Linked DNA regions of Pan troglodytes: region 1 is linked to region 2. Evidence: chromatin contacts called from public HiChIP or PLAC-seq data. All regions are on one chromosome and are shown on one strand. Each heading gives the region's core, a stretch centred on a gene start, on an enhancer-like site or on the middle of the called end of the contact. The rest is flanking DNA. Distances are from core to core; before and after follow the strand shown. Region 1 holds the start of DTWD1 (DTW domain containing 1). Region 2 holds the start of FGF7 (fibroblast growth factor 7).

What was found. HiChIP or PLAC-seq counts read pairs in DNA pulled down with a chosen protein or histone mark.
Region 1: a contact with region 2 is called in an H3K4me3 HiChIP or PLAC-seq map of stem cell-derived excitatory neurons, with 2.7 times the contacts expected there. The contact joins the promoter of DTWD1 here to the promoter of FGF7 in region 2. A contact is called at or near these places in 1 of 7 Hi-C or Micro-C datasets (blood) and 1 of 1 datasets of contacts at active chromatin or transcription factors (stem cell-derived excitatory neurons).

Annotation. Positions count from the first base shown.
Region 1 is chr16:41,614,706-41,622,265 of NHGRI_mPanTro3-v2.0_pri, reverse strand. It overlaps DTWD1 (DTW domain containing 1), which reads right to left and starts at 5,162. Exons shown (of 5, transcript XM_001167630.5): 1 at 4,957-5,162; 2 at 641-959. The coding sequence starts at 904. FAM227B (family with sequence similarity 227 member B) reads left to right here and starts at 5,094. Exons shown (of 16, transcript XM_063794131.1): 1 at 5,094-5,378.
Region 2 is chr16:41,418,313-41,424,899 of NHGRI_mPanTro3-v2.0_pri, reverse strand. It overlaps FGF7 (fibroblast growth factor 7), which reads right to left and starts at 5,087. Exons shown (of 4, transcript XM_001167319.8): 1 at 4,889-5,087; 2 at 3,742-4,293. The coding sequence starts at 4,027. All of the region lies in intron 10 of FAM227B (family with sequence similarity 227 member B), which reads left to right.

The DNA of each region.
Region 1 (7,560 bases), core at 3,913-6,412, 200 kb before region 2:
AGACCCAGAGACAAGAAAAACAAAGAGGTTTAGTGGTCTGTAGGGCTAAATTTTCCATAAATACACTTGGTTTTCATGCTAGGAATGATAAATTCCTCTTCAAAATGTTTAATTGTGTGATGTTCTTGTTCTTTGTTCAGAAGCCCAAGCTCCTTGTACTCTCGTTTCCAGCATGCAAACAACCCTCCCACTCTTGTTGTGCCCTGACATGGCCAAACATGTCCAGACATGCCTTATACTATAGCGGACAAACCACTCTTAACCCCTCCTTTTACAAATCGTGCATTTACTCTATTTGGAAAAGTTTAAGTCTTAGCCAACTGGAATCAGTTTTGATTGTGTGGTCCAACCCTAGCCAATAAGGGAAGGACACAGGGACAGGAACTGCATTAGGGTTAAAAATCCCTTCCTTCCTTTGTTCAGTGTGCTCTTGCGATCAGGCGCAGCACCCTTCTGCAGAAGTAAATGTGCCCTGCTGAGAAATTTTCTGTCTAAGTGCTAGTTTTTCTTTGCAGCAACAAGCACTTGTTTCTAACAATAATAACATTATTTATTAAGTTTATCAATTAGAGTAGGTATACATGAGATGTTTTTAAAAAATCTATTTTCATACTTTCAAACAATTAAATTTCTTACTAACCTTCACAAGTGGAATCTGTTCAATAGGTACATTTTCAACTGGAACATAACATGTATAGCAGTAGAACATTCTGGAACCACCACATCTGAGACATTTTGATCTCCCACTTTGCTGAGCTTTTTGAAGAACTTCTTGAGATGCTAAACATAAGTTTTGAAGGGGATCTTCTGAAGCTATGGAAGTAGTTTGTGACTGTTTTGTTTCCACAAATTTTGAACTATTTTCTTCACTTCGTTTGAGAAATATAGGTGGATTGAGAGACATTCTTCATTCAAACCAAAGTTTAACGGCTATTTCTAAAACACATATCATAGGTGCACTGTAAAAAAAAAGTATCAAGAGAAGGAAAAATAAAAACAGAAAACATTTTACTCAGTCTACAAAGAAAATTACTCAATTTAAGTCACAATTGTGTGCTGTTTTAGTACTTATTAAACATGTTTTAAACCACCAAATTGGCACACTTTAAAACATAAGATTAAAAGCAATAAACTGAAAGTTATTTCAAATATAAAGTTCAGGTACTGAGAATCCATTTTTCAAGAACCCTTTTTTGTTCCAGAGATGGCAGTTTTGTTTTCCAGATATTAGGAATGCAATGGTTTCACGTTAATATCAGACAGGGATATATTCAACCCTGTTGGCTCTGACTTTGAATTGACATTAATGAAAAATAGAAGATTCTAGTGGAATTGGCAAAATTTAGTTGGTTATGTTCTAAAAGATATAACCCTCTCCAACTTAAAACACACACTACATATGTGTGAGTGTGTCTGTGTACATGTGTGCATATACATATAAAACTTCATATCCAATAAAAAATAAGAGGCATCTACTACTCATTACAATTTGTAAAATATCCCATAAGGTAAAATATATTATCCTATAAATTTTTAAAATTTACAGAGTAACATTAATGTCCACTTACTCTAAGAATTTGTTTTTTAAAAACATACATCATTCAGATTCTTTAGTACTAGAGAAAAATGGTAAAATAACTTTCCCACTTAATATTTTCTTCAAAGAAGGGTGATGGCTGCCAAAATTGCTATCTGCATACCCTGTAAGGAAGATATCTTTCAAGGGAGAAACAACACTGGTGCCCTATTGATTTGATATGCATTCCACAGCTGTAAAATAATTCTCTTATTATAAAGCCTTCTGGCATTGTGGTTTAACTACGAAGCTCCAGGCACTTTAAGTAGAAACAGCGACAAGAGAAATGCTGTGACTCCAGCAGGAAACATTTTGTGGTCTCCCAAACAGAAAGTGAACAAAAAGTCCAGAGAAACATAAAATACAACATAATTTGCTGAGAAGAAGTTAGTGGCACTAATTTAATTACTCATCAAATGAATTTTTCTTTTTCTTTTTTTTTTTTTTAAGATTGTAAGTCCCAGTGAGTTTGAGACACAAATAAAGAGATACAAAAACGCCGGTTATAGTAGAAAAAGGTACTTGCCAAATGTACCCAAGGGGAAAAACAAAATACAGTAAATATTTTTGCTGTGTACTGATTAGGCACAGATTTGCATTTTGGGTAAGAAAGCAGTATTTAAGAACAATGGTCCAATCCCTTGTTCCTGCCTCACAAATAGAAAATCTTACCTACTTCTGACTGCCACTCCAACTCACCTGCCTAAAAATGGCTTTGATCTTTGTGATCATGCCCTCAATGACTGAAAGTGCAGGATATTAAGATGCCCTCTTTTCTTGAGCCTCAGATTCTTTTAGGAATCACATGAAAATATTAAACCTCATCCCTAGAAAATGCATATACAGATACAATATTTTGCACACAATTTCAGGAGGTTTGGAGATCTCCTAGAGTCCATCTACGACCCAGGTAAGGAAGTTCCAAGCTTGGGAAGGGCCGGGCATGGTGGCTCATGCCTATAATACTAGCATTTGGGAGGTTAAGGTGGGAGGATTACTTGAGCACAAGAGTTTGAGAACAGTCTGGACAACAAAGTGAGATCCCATCTCTAAAACAGAGAAAAAAAAAAAGCTTGGGAAGAGATCCTAATAGTCCCCAGAAATGAGAGTTGCAAATGCTCTGTTGGCGTCTCTTTGCTGCACATACGAAGCTAAGTTTCACCCAAACTCTCTTTGGGTTTGTCCTGGTGTTGCCTGAGGTTCTTACAGAGAAACATTTTGAGGCTTTAATAGTCCTGAGTTATTCAGATGATGGGATTCATCCTAAAAAATGAAATTTGATTGGAGTAGCTCAACCTGACTTCATTTCCTTGGGTAATGGAGTAGCTATTTAGTGGGAATGCATGTACCACTCAAAGGCCCAGGCATAGTGGGACTGAAAAATGCAGTTCCTGTGGATGTCATGAAAGTTACTGTGGTTGCCTGACATTTAACAGAAAACTACTGGTGAGTTTTTGGAGTTATCCTAGGGCACTGAAAGTGCATTCCTCCTAGAGATACCTCAGAAATATCACTTTGCAGTTCATGGACCTGCTATCCACATAACTAAATGGATATTAGTGAAGCCTTATATAAATAACCTTCCTCTACAAAAATCAACCACCACAAATACCTGTAAGACAGTAAAAGAGAAATGTTTATGGCTCCACCTCTTAGTTCACCTATATACTCTCACTTATGGCTGAGGTGGCCACGTAGAAGAGGCCAGCAATTGTAAATCATGGGCAGCTCCCTCCAGTGGTCTCTGAAACTACATGATCAGGGCATCTGTCCTAACCGAGCCAACAGCCTGCCTCGACTGTGAGAAAATCATTGCAAATGATTTTATTGCAAATGGGGTTATTTAAAATTTTTAAAACATACTTGTTAACATCAAATATGTGCAAGGAAGTACAATTTGAGTCATGGGGGCTAAAAAGACTTAGAAAACATAAAGACTGTTCCTAAGGAACTAACAATTTTAACACCTTGATGGTGCGTCCATCATTCTGGAACTTAAGGCTAAAAATACATTAATTTTTTATTCCTCTTTCTACCCAATTTCCACCCCAAATTAATTATACTCACCAAGTTGCATCTACCTTGTATATAATCCTCTATCTTCACTCTCAAAGTCAGGATTCTAATTCAGTTCCTTATTAACTCATAGATGGGCCACAGCAATGTCTTAAACCTCTTTGAGTACTTATTATTAGTTCCACATATTTGACATGGAAAAATGCATTTATTGTGGAGGTACTTTAGTGAATCTATCCCCTCCAGCATTCAACTCTGTAAGAGCAGATTCCTTCCCTGATCTCACCTATTCCTGATTCTTATGCAACAGCAGGAACTCAACAAACACTTGTTAACTAAATCAAAACCATTCTGCAAAACACATCCAGTAAGCATCTCGCTACTGAAGTATCTGATAAACTACCTTTATGGGCCGTCTGCAGCCTAGCACAAGTGGCAGGCTGGCAATTTTTTTTTTCTCCAAAATAATAACAAAAAGCTTCTACCTCTTCCATTATTGTAAGCTGACTCACCTCCCAATGGAACACTATACAGACTCCCCTGTCCTATATTGTGGACCAATTCAGTATTAGAAAAAAACCACTTCCAATTTTCTTTAGAGTGTTTTTAAGAACTTGGTCACATAGGACTTACAGGTCCAACATTCATTTTTCATAATCCAAGGGAGTAGTACCCTTTTTCATATAGGATCAATGGCCTCTCCCACACCACCCGCCATATGGTAACAAACTGTCTTGCCTTCGTTTTCATGGTGCACTGGGTTAGTCCTTACATGCTGCGATCTAAAGTATTGATTTTACCATCCAACTTTGTGGGCCTGGCGACTGAAAATGTTAATATACTTCCTTATTTGTCCTACATTCCCAATAAATAATTTAGACGTAAGAAACAGGCTCTTTTGCTTATTATGTAACCACAACCTCAATATTTTAAATACACTGCATGGCATCACTAATTCTACGTCTGTACTACGCTTCCCCTTCCGTGATAACCAAACCCCCACAAACCACTCCAAATACTAAAAATAAAATAAAATAAAGTATGGGGTTCCTAGGGAACTGACTTTGCCAGGACATACTTTTCGTTGGGGCGGAATACACCGAAAATCATTGGTAGGAAAAATAATTTTTTTTTTTTTTGAGGAAAAATTTGGAAACCTTTTTCCCAAAGGGCCCGCAAGATCCTAAAAAAAGCAAGAGACCGCGCAGGAACCGAGGATCCCCCTCACAGGCGACACCCAGCGCGACCTCCGCTAGGGTCCTGACAAAGAATGTCCACTTCCCGCGGCCGCACCTCTGGGGCCAGACCACTGGTCTCCAGAGAGGCGCGGGGACCTCCACCAGGGATCGGAGTGGTACTCAGACCTGCACACCCGCGAGTCCTCGAACAGCTCCACACGTCTCCAGCTCCGCCCGAGCCCGAGCCACGCGCCGGGCCGTGATCGCGCACGGACCAGACGGAGCGCTTTCCGGGAGACACCAGAGGGAGGAGCCAGGCAGTTACTAGCGTCGTTGCTAAGGCAGGGGCCGCGCACACCGCACACCGCGCGGCTTAAGCAACAGGCTGGGACGACAGCGGGGCGGGGTTAGACGGGAAGTTCCGCCTCAGCCTCTCACTCAGCGGCGGTGTCGCACTTCTCCCGAGAGGCTCCGGCGAGGGGCAGGGCCGCGTTCGTCCGGGACCCGCCTCAAGCCTCGCAGCCTTTCACCCAGTTTCCTCCCGATTCTTGCTGGGACAACAAAATTGGGAAGCGGTTCTCGAAACATACTGTCAAGGCGTAGTTGCAGTGAGTTGTGAAGAAATGTTGATCCCAGAGAAAAGTTTGCATTTTGCCCACCTCAAAGATATTTTGGTTGTGAGAACTTGGCTACATTACTCTTTCGTGGCTATATCAATATCATTATTTCGTGTGCTGTGTGGTGATGAAACCTATTAGAAAAATCATTTGTATCTTTATGATTTAGTTTGCATAAAAACACGCATATAGAGTTAAGAGTACTTTGTGTTTTTCCACTTTGAAGTATAATATGTGGATAAGTTATTAGAACATTTGTCCGTGCCTCTCCCCAAACAATGCCCAAACGGAAGTGCACTCTAACAACTAAGATTTTAAAACACAATGGTCAAATGTTGAGCGATGTTTTATTGACTACTCTGAATTTATCAAGTGGTAGATAAAGGACATTACAATGCCCTAGAAGTGCTCACGATATCAAGTAAAGCATGTTAAATTCAAGTACAGAAAATGCAATATTCTTACTACTGAGATAAAAAATGGAATTTAATAAATTACAGGAATTTCAAGAAAGCTGAGAATGGAGTGGTCAATAAAGGCTTCTTTTTCGGACTTGGGTAAGGCCTTGAAGAATGATTTAGGTTTAGGACAGTGTTTTTCAACTGGAAAGGGGATTGTGTGGGACCCAATAGTGGAGGTCTTGACCCATTTGTAAGCAAGGAAATCTTTTTAAACTTAAAAAAAAAAAAAGAAACAATATAGATTGGAAATATCAGCGCATGTAAGTAAGTTTAGTGTTACTTAGTAAAGTACTGCTTTATGGAGCTTTTAATTGTATATATGCGTGTATGTGTGCACTAGGGCTTGTTTGTAAAATGTATTTCTTACTGTATTTCAAACCCTAAAAAGTTTGAAAGCCAGTGATTTAGGGAGAAAGGTGAATTTTCTGGGTAGGGAAAGTAGAATAGCAAAGTCTATAAGCCAAGAAGAATTCACAACCATTTTCCTTTTTAGTTTAACTCTAAATTTTATCAAAGTAGTTAAATTGCACAGATTAAAAAGCAAATAATACTACTTGTTAGATTGAGCATTGGGTTGCTATCGTATGTAATAAATTACTCCAAAATATGGTGGCTTAAAACAACCATTTTATTATGTTCACAGGTGGTGTTGTCAATAGGGCACAGTCATCAGCTTTTCTTTGGTAACTCAATTAGAAAGACTAGAGTGGGCATGCTAGCAGAGCTTCTGTAACTATATGGCCGGGGCTTCCTCACAGTATGGCAGCAAGGTAGTCAGACTTCTTAGCTTAAACTCAGAGCTCCAAAGGGAGTGTTGCAATGAACAAGGCAAAAATTGCCTGACCTTTTCTGACCTTGCCTCAAAAAGTAACGCGGTGCTACTTCCCTCACTTTCTTTTGCTTACAAATGTGTCAAAGTCCTGTTCCATTTTAGGAAAGGAGACATAGATCCCTCTTCTCAAAGGATTGGCAAAGAATTCTTGTCCATGTTTTAAAACCAGCATAGCGAGTTTACTTCTGTAACAGAAAACCCCAAAATATCGGTGGTTTAATACACTTTTTTTTTTCCTCACAAAAGATCCATTGTGGCTATTTCTAGTCAGACGAAATGTTAAATTCAAGGCCAGATGTTTTAATTTTTAATGGTTCTGCTGCCTTCTAGGACTAGCTTGTTTGACAAGAAAGAAAGTATGGCAAATTACCCAAGGTTAACTCTAAAAATGACATGTATCAATTTGGCCACATTCTGTTGGCCAGAATTTAGTCCCAAGGCCCCTACTTCAACTGCCGGGGATCCTGAGAAATGTAGAGAAACACACACATATTGGTGAGCACTAACAGTTTGCCACATTCTAGGTTAAAGAAAACCCTGTAGTACCCAACCCTTCTACTCTATTCTCAATTCTTCTCACCAAAGGAAAATTCAAGTCTTTTAAATATTTCATCTGTTACCCCCATGTCTAAATATACTTACATTGCAGTTTCTTGATTTTCCAATTTCAGACATTACCCACTGACTTTCTCCTATGGAAGGCAGTGATAAAGGTCTTTTGTAACACCACCACCTCCAAGTGTGTGAACATTCCCTCTCTACCTCATACACTCTTCTTGTCCCTTCACCTGTCAATAGTGATATCATAGGCTTTGGCTAAATCAACATTTAGTGTTATCACTACTGTCTAGGTAAATGTCATTCAACCCCAAGGCACATA
Region 2 (6,587 bases), core at 3,838-6,337:
TTAGTATTCTTATTATTAGTTAAGGTTAGATACTAGTTTCATCACCTGGAAACCCACTGTTAGGCTAAATGTGAAGCCACCAGAGAGATAAGTAAAGGGGAGAGACTTTCTGCCTCCTGGGTAACAGTAGTACACAATCCTTATGACCAGTTCTCTAGTAGCAGCTTCTGTCCCCTCAAGAGTCAGAAATATGGTCCAGTATCTCTTGGCCTCTCATGAATTCCCCCATCTTCATAGTTCTTATTTATATGTCTACTAATACAAGTCTTATTTCCCTTGGGTTCCTTGATGCACTCTTTCTGTAATATATTCATTCTAATCTAAACTTAAAATATTTTACAAAACAACACAGTAATTAAGGTAAGACTAAAGTAAGTGACAACCTCACAATCCAGGATAGCTTAAGTAATTTTTAAAAATTCCCTAAAGTTATGAGACATGAGCAGTCACATCCACTTGCCCACAACTCCCTTTTCTTTCTCCATGCCCTCCATCCATCTACCCGAGCCCAAAACATTGTGGAAGCAGAATTATACATCTAGATATTTTACTTCTCCTGCTAGCTCCAATCCATATTTACTAGTATCTTAAAAAACCACATTCCTGTGTGGAAGCATTGCTTCTGCTGGTGAAGTGAGTAGTCCTCTGAAGCCTATTGACATTCTCAGGTCAGTCATTCAAAAAAAAGTCATGAGAAAAGATTGGGGACTTTCTTTTGGTAACCAGAAGAATAATTATATTTTGCATAGCTGGTATATTACTTTTCATGTAAAATTTTATCTTCCAAGACACTAAAATCTATACTAACTTAAAAGACTCCAAAGAAAGGTGATTGACATGACAACCTGTTGAAAAAATTTAAGGCATCAAAACATTGAAAATGAAATTCTGAGTTTGATTCTGATCTTTAATCAGAATCCTGCTGCATTTCATTCTAGTAGACAATCCAATTACCTTTTTCTCTCATTTTAATGAAAATCGGAAGGAAACATTCTTTCATTCATTTATTTGTCCATTCATTCAATTAATGATTGAGGAATGTAAACAATCTTCAAATGTCATAATTTCAAGTTTCCATTCTTGTTATTTTAAACAAATTCTGAGCATTTTTTGAACCTAGATTTCCTAATATAGCAGCTTCAACTTCACATGTGTCAATTAGCACAATTGGACATTCACTCTTAAAATTATTATAGTAAGGCTACCCTTCAAATAATAGGAAATGGCTATCAGAATTTTCTTCTAACATGTTATTCTCCATATATTCTTCATTGTAGCATTTCCCTCTGTACCTAAGGACTTCCTATAGAAAAAAAAAGAGTGCCTTATCCTCTTTTTAACTTTGGAGAAATCTTACTGACTCCTTCTCCAATAAGATAGCCACATAACCTGACGACAGTTTTAGGGTTTACTTAAAGGATTCTGATGAAAGTTTCCCTTTCCAGGATAGTTAACGATATCAAGAAAGTATATCATATATACAGCCTATTAAAAAGTTTATAGAAGTAAAAATTATTTACATGATGTGTATCTTGTCTTTTTAGTACACTGGTATTGTGACATTCTAATTTATAACAATATAGGGCGACTTCCTTTTTTTTTCTTTTGTGCTATAGAATTGGTGTTAGAGGAGATGGTTTACAAAATTGGCTTTAGGGTTACTCAAAGTTAGCACTAAATTGCATTTCAAACTATAAAATAATTTTAGCATTTTATGCATGTGTACTACCTGAGTTTCATTGTTTCAAGAAATTTTAACACAAACAAAATAAAATTTACATATGCAAATGTATTCCAATTGAAGATATTGTTGATCCTAAATAATTATGCATACTATTCATTTTCACTGGATTTTACATCTACTTTTTTGCTTTTTCATTACTTGGTAAAAGGATTCAAAAGGAGTAGTCAGCATGTAGAATTCCACAGTTAAGGTTTGGTAACCTTATTGCTATAATTTGAAATTAGTTCTGACAGCTTATCCTATTACTTTCATCTCATTCGTTGTGTGAGATAATTATACAATGGGTATTTAGGTTTCTTTATATTTATGAAATATATTCTGTGGTTTAAAATAGAATAGACTATAAGAACTGGAAAGTATCATGGAAATCATCTGTACCTATCCCACATTTTATAGATGAAAAATTGAGGGTCAGAAAAACAAAGAAATTGTCCCCAGATCATTCGTAGACAGGGAGTTGCCCCATGTGTCATAATTTTTACCTAGGCTCTGTCGTCTCCACCAGGTTTTATTATCCATGATATTATTATTGATATATATTATCCATGATAATATATAATATTGTTATTATATCCATGATATTATCCATGATAAATCTGAGCAACTTTTAAATAAATTAATTATAAGCCAAATTCTGTTGCTCATGTAGAAGTAGATATCAAAAAAATTGTCTCCAAATAGTCATTTCCTTAGATAAACTTTAGTATAGTAAGAATGATCTTCTAGGACTAACATGATACCTTTATTAATCTCAGTAATAATAATAAATACTAATAATAAAACCATAACTGTCCAGTCATTAAAATGGCCTTAACATTCTATATCAATTATGGTTAAAAAGAAGGTCTTCTCATTTTCATATTGGAAACATAATTCTCTGAAATTCCCATTGATTGGTTGATTAGTTCAGAACCCTAAAAGTCATTCAGTAAACAGGCAACAAAAGTTTGAGTAATTGCTGCAAGCCTGGCACTGTGATTTGCACATGTTTACACCAGTCTCCCCATGCATTCTTTTTCAAATGACTTTAAAACAATTAATATGAAATTATATATTAATAACAATGTTGTCTGAGTGCTAGTAATATAAACAAAATTTATTTTTACTAAGTATTTTAAATCCTTAATGTATATGTTGAGGTGTGTATCTTATTCCATTACATTTAATACTATTGAAGTTGGTTATTCATCATAACCATTAAATGCAAAACACAACCCTGATATTTTAACATAAGAAGAATAACTGATTCTTGGGAAAAATGTAAGGCTTTAAATTGAAAAACATGGAATTACCATCTCTTCCAGCCCACTTTTTTCCCCTCACCTTTACATTTTTCTTAAGGTAGCACAGAACTTTTATGACATAAAAGATTTAGTTAAGGAAAACGTTAGGAGAGATCTGTTTTTCTGCCTAAGTTGATAAGTCATCAACTTAATACAAGCTCATTATGACTCAAATGAATAAGGATACCACAGATTCCCTTCTATTTTATCATTATACACAATTGCAAAGGAATGCATATCTTAGCACAGATTAAGTATTTTAATTTACATCATGAAAATATTATTTCAAAGAAAATCAAATTAATAAAAATAATTTCCCTACTCTTTAAACTAGTGATAAATAGCTTTTAGTGATAATTTATGAAGTTCTAAATTAGATAGCTTAATAAGTTTTGCTTAGACAATATTAAGTCACATTTTGGTGTGAATAATATTATTTACATTTTGCTTAACTTATGAGCATTTTCAGGACAAGGAGTATATATTTTCAAATTGGCTTGGATTATCAGGTCCAACTATAATGTAAGTAGATTTGCCCTGTTAAAAGAGATATTTTTAGGGGCATAGTTCAACATAGTTCAATTTAGAGAAATTAGGTGACATTTTATTTAATTTTTTTTCAAGAAGCAAAAGGAAGCTGAGAAAACATGTCACCTGAAAATTGATCCATTAACAGATTGCTAAGGTTCATAAGCAGTACTTAAAATTACTTACTGTAATTATTCTTCATCTCTTGGGTCCCTTTTACTTTGCCTCTTTTATCGATCCTCAGGTACCACTGTGTTCGACAGAAGAGTCTTCTCACTCTTATATCCCCTCCTTCCATGTAATCATAACTTCTTGTGTGTCGCTCAGGGCTGGAACAGTTCACATTTGTAGCCATTTGCTCTGGAGTCATGTCATTGCAAGCTAAAGATATAGTACCCACTAGACAGATAATGTGAAAGCATGATCTGTAGAGCAAAGTTGGCAGGATCCATGTCAGTATCCATTTGTGCATTATAGTGTAGTGCTCCGGGTGTTCATGAATAACATAATGAAAATGAATCTTGAGTTGATTGTTACTCCTAGGTCATTGACCTCTTCCTATCTGTGAATTGTAGATTGATTTAAGAAAGAGTAGTTGCTCTTTCCAAATTGTTAGCCTTATCCTTTTAGTTCCTGATAACAACACAGGATTCCTCCTTAAATAACTCTGTTGATAAATCCTCATAAAAACAGTTCGTAGTAAGTTCAGTTGCTGTGACGCTGTTTGCTATTTGACTTCTGTTTGCAATGAGAGATTAAGAATAGGGAGGGGAGGAGAGAGGAAGATAAAAAATTGTATGTGTAAATTTTAGTGGGTAAGTAGTAGTATTAGAATACAGTATAGGTTATTCTTTGAAGATACATTTAAAACAGCCTTCACAGAGGATGTCAAAATCTTTACCACTTTATGTGTAGATTTATAAAATTTATGCATGAGTAGAGACAAAACAGAATATGACTGTACCATTCATTCCAATTGCTATTTTGTGAGAACCATACTGCACTCAGAACTATTGATTTAAATTAAGTTTTTACAATTACTGCTAACAAAGTGTAACTGCTTTCTCCCTAGACTTCTTTATTATATGCTTTTACATTTGTGGTTAATCAATTATTTTCTCCTCAACTGCCCAGGTTTTTTAAGTTAAATGTCAGGATTGCTCTGGAGAACTTCAACCTTATCTTTATGTTCTACAGCATAATTACTATAGATAGTTACATGGCTCAAAAATCTTGTAACTTTACTTTCCTGCTCAGTACTAAAATCAGAAAAAGAGATAAACTTTTAGAAAACATTCAGCATTGTTTTTAAAGACAAATAACAGTAACTTACTTGTTTTGTTGATAACAGCTGGATATATAAGAATTCCATGTCTGTTGTCTGCCTGGTGCAACTTGAGCCTTTCTACTGTAGCTACAAACTATTTCTCAGCTGAAAAGTTCTCCAGCAGAATCATAATTGTTTCCATAAATCAACAGGCAGAAGGATTTTCTCTCTGTGTGTGAGCGCGTGTGTGCTTGTGTGTGTGTGTGAGCCTTTTATTCAGGGCTTTTCGATAAATACCTTTGCTGACCTCATTGGAAGCAATTAAAACTTAGCCAGTGAGCTGTTAGTTGAATACAACAGCGAGAATAAAAGGAGGCTTGTATAGTATTCAATGGTCATGAGAGGGAGCTATGAACATGTTTTATGCTTAAATCTACAAGTGGGTACCTACTTTGTAGAAACAGATCTCTGGTTCTGAAGCAGTTAGAAGGGGAAAGGGAATTTTTTAAACCTTCTTTGCAATATAGCAGTTGTATTATACTTGGAAAATTATTCATTTGAACATATATATAGGGTTTTTTAATACTTAGAAAATCTTTTCCATAACTTTATGATACATGCATTTCTTCAATTACTTCTTTGTGCTCAGAATGTTAGAACAAAACTGGTATGTGTTAACTAACATATGAGTGCCTTAAAGCACTGTGTAGATAAGTTGAATATTATCACATCATACAGAGACAATTCATTGAAAATGAATATAAGTACAATTTTTATGTATTATATTCCTAGGCTGAAAGTGAGAAGATCTAGATTCTTATTTGTGTTGGACCACTAATGACCAGTATGACTTTGGGCAAGTTACCTGCTGTTCCAGAGTCTCAGCTGCTACATTTGTAAAATTGGTGTATTGGTCTAATGCCTCTATGGTGCTTTACAATTCTGTGATCTGTGACTTATACTCACTACTAATATAAGGAACAGGGCACCTACTTTTAAAAGCTGTTATTCTTTAAAAAGGAGGAAATGGTTTCACATTGATTATCAGTGTTTGATTTTTGCCTCAATAAGAATATTGGAACAATAAATGTTAATTTAGAGATGGAATTATAATATGTATTGCTAAGGTAAATAAGTGAAAGCTATTTTACTTTCCAGCATGAGTTCTCTCCTTTACTTCCTGTTCTGTTATACATGAAGTAGTGCTCAAGTGTTGTATTAGATTCTTGGTGTAGAATAATTGTGTTGTCTATCTAAATCAGTATTAGGAAAGCATATTAAAATTATCTTTCTCATGTTATATACTCCTCAGAACACACACACGCGCGCGCGCGCACACACACACACACACTCTATGTGAAATGCACTACTTTACCACCAGGTGGTGCATGTAGACCAAATAGGAAAAGGAAATTAAATCTACTCAACTGGATTATAGTTTATGTGATTTCTCTTTGTATCTGTCCCTTTAGGGAACAGAATGAAGAGCACAGAATAGTTCAGATGTACCCAGTTACTCTTCATATGCCAAATGTTGAATGTTCCACATTTATTAAAGCAGAGGGGGACAGACTCTTTGATCATTGCATCTGTTGAAAGCTAGAAAGCTGAAAACATCCTATCATGTATTCTCTAAAAGGAGGAAGAGAAGGAGGAAAGAAAATATAATGTTATTGTGTTCTGAATCACACTCCGCTAGTTTGGGAGGTAACAATAATGAGCAGGCTCAGAATTCCTAGGACTTAGATATTGCTTCTAAAGAAAT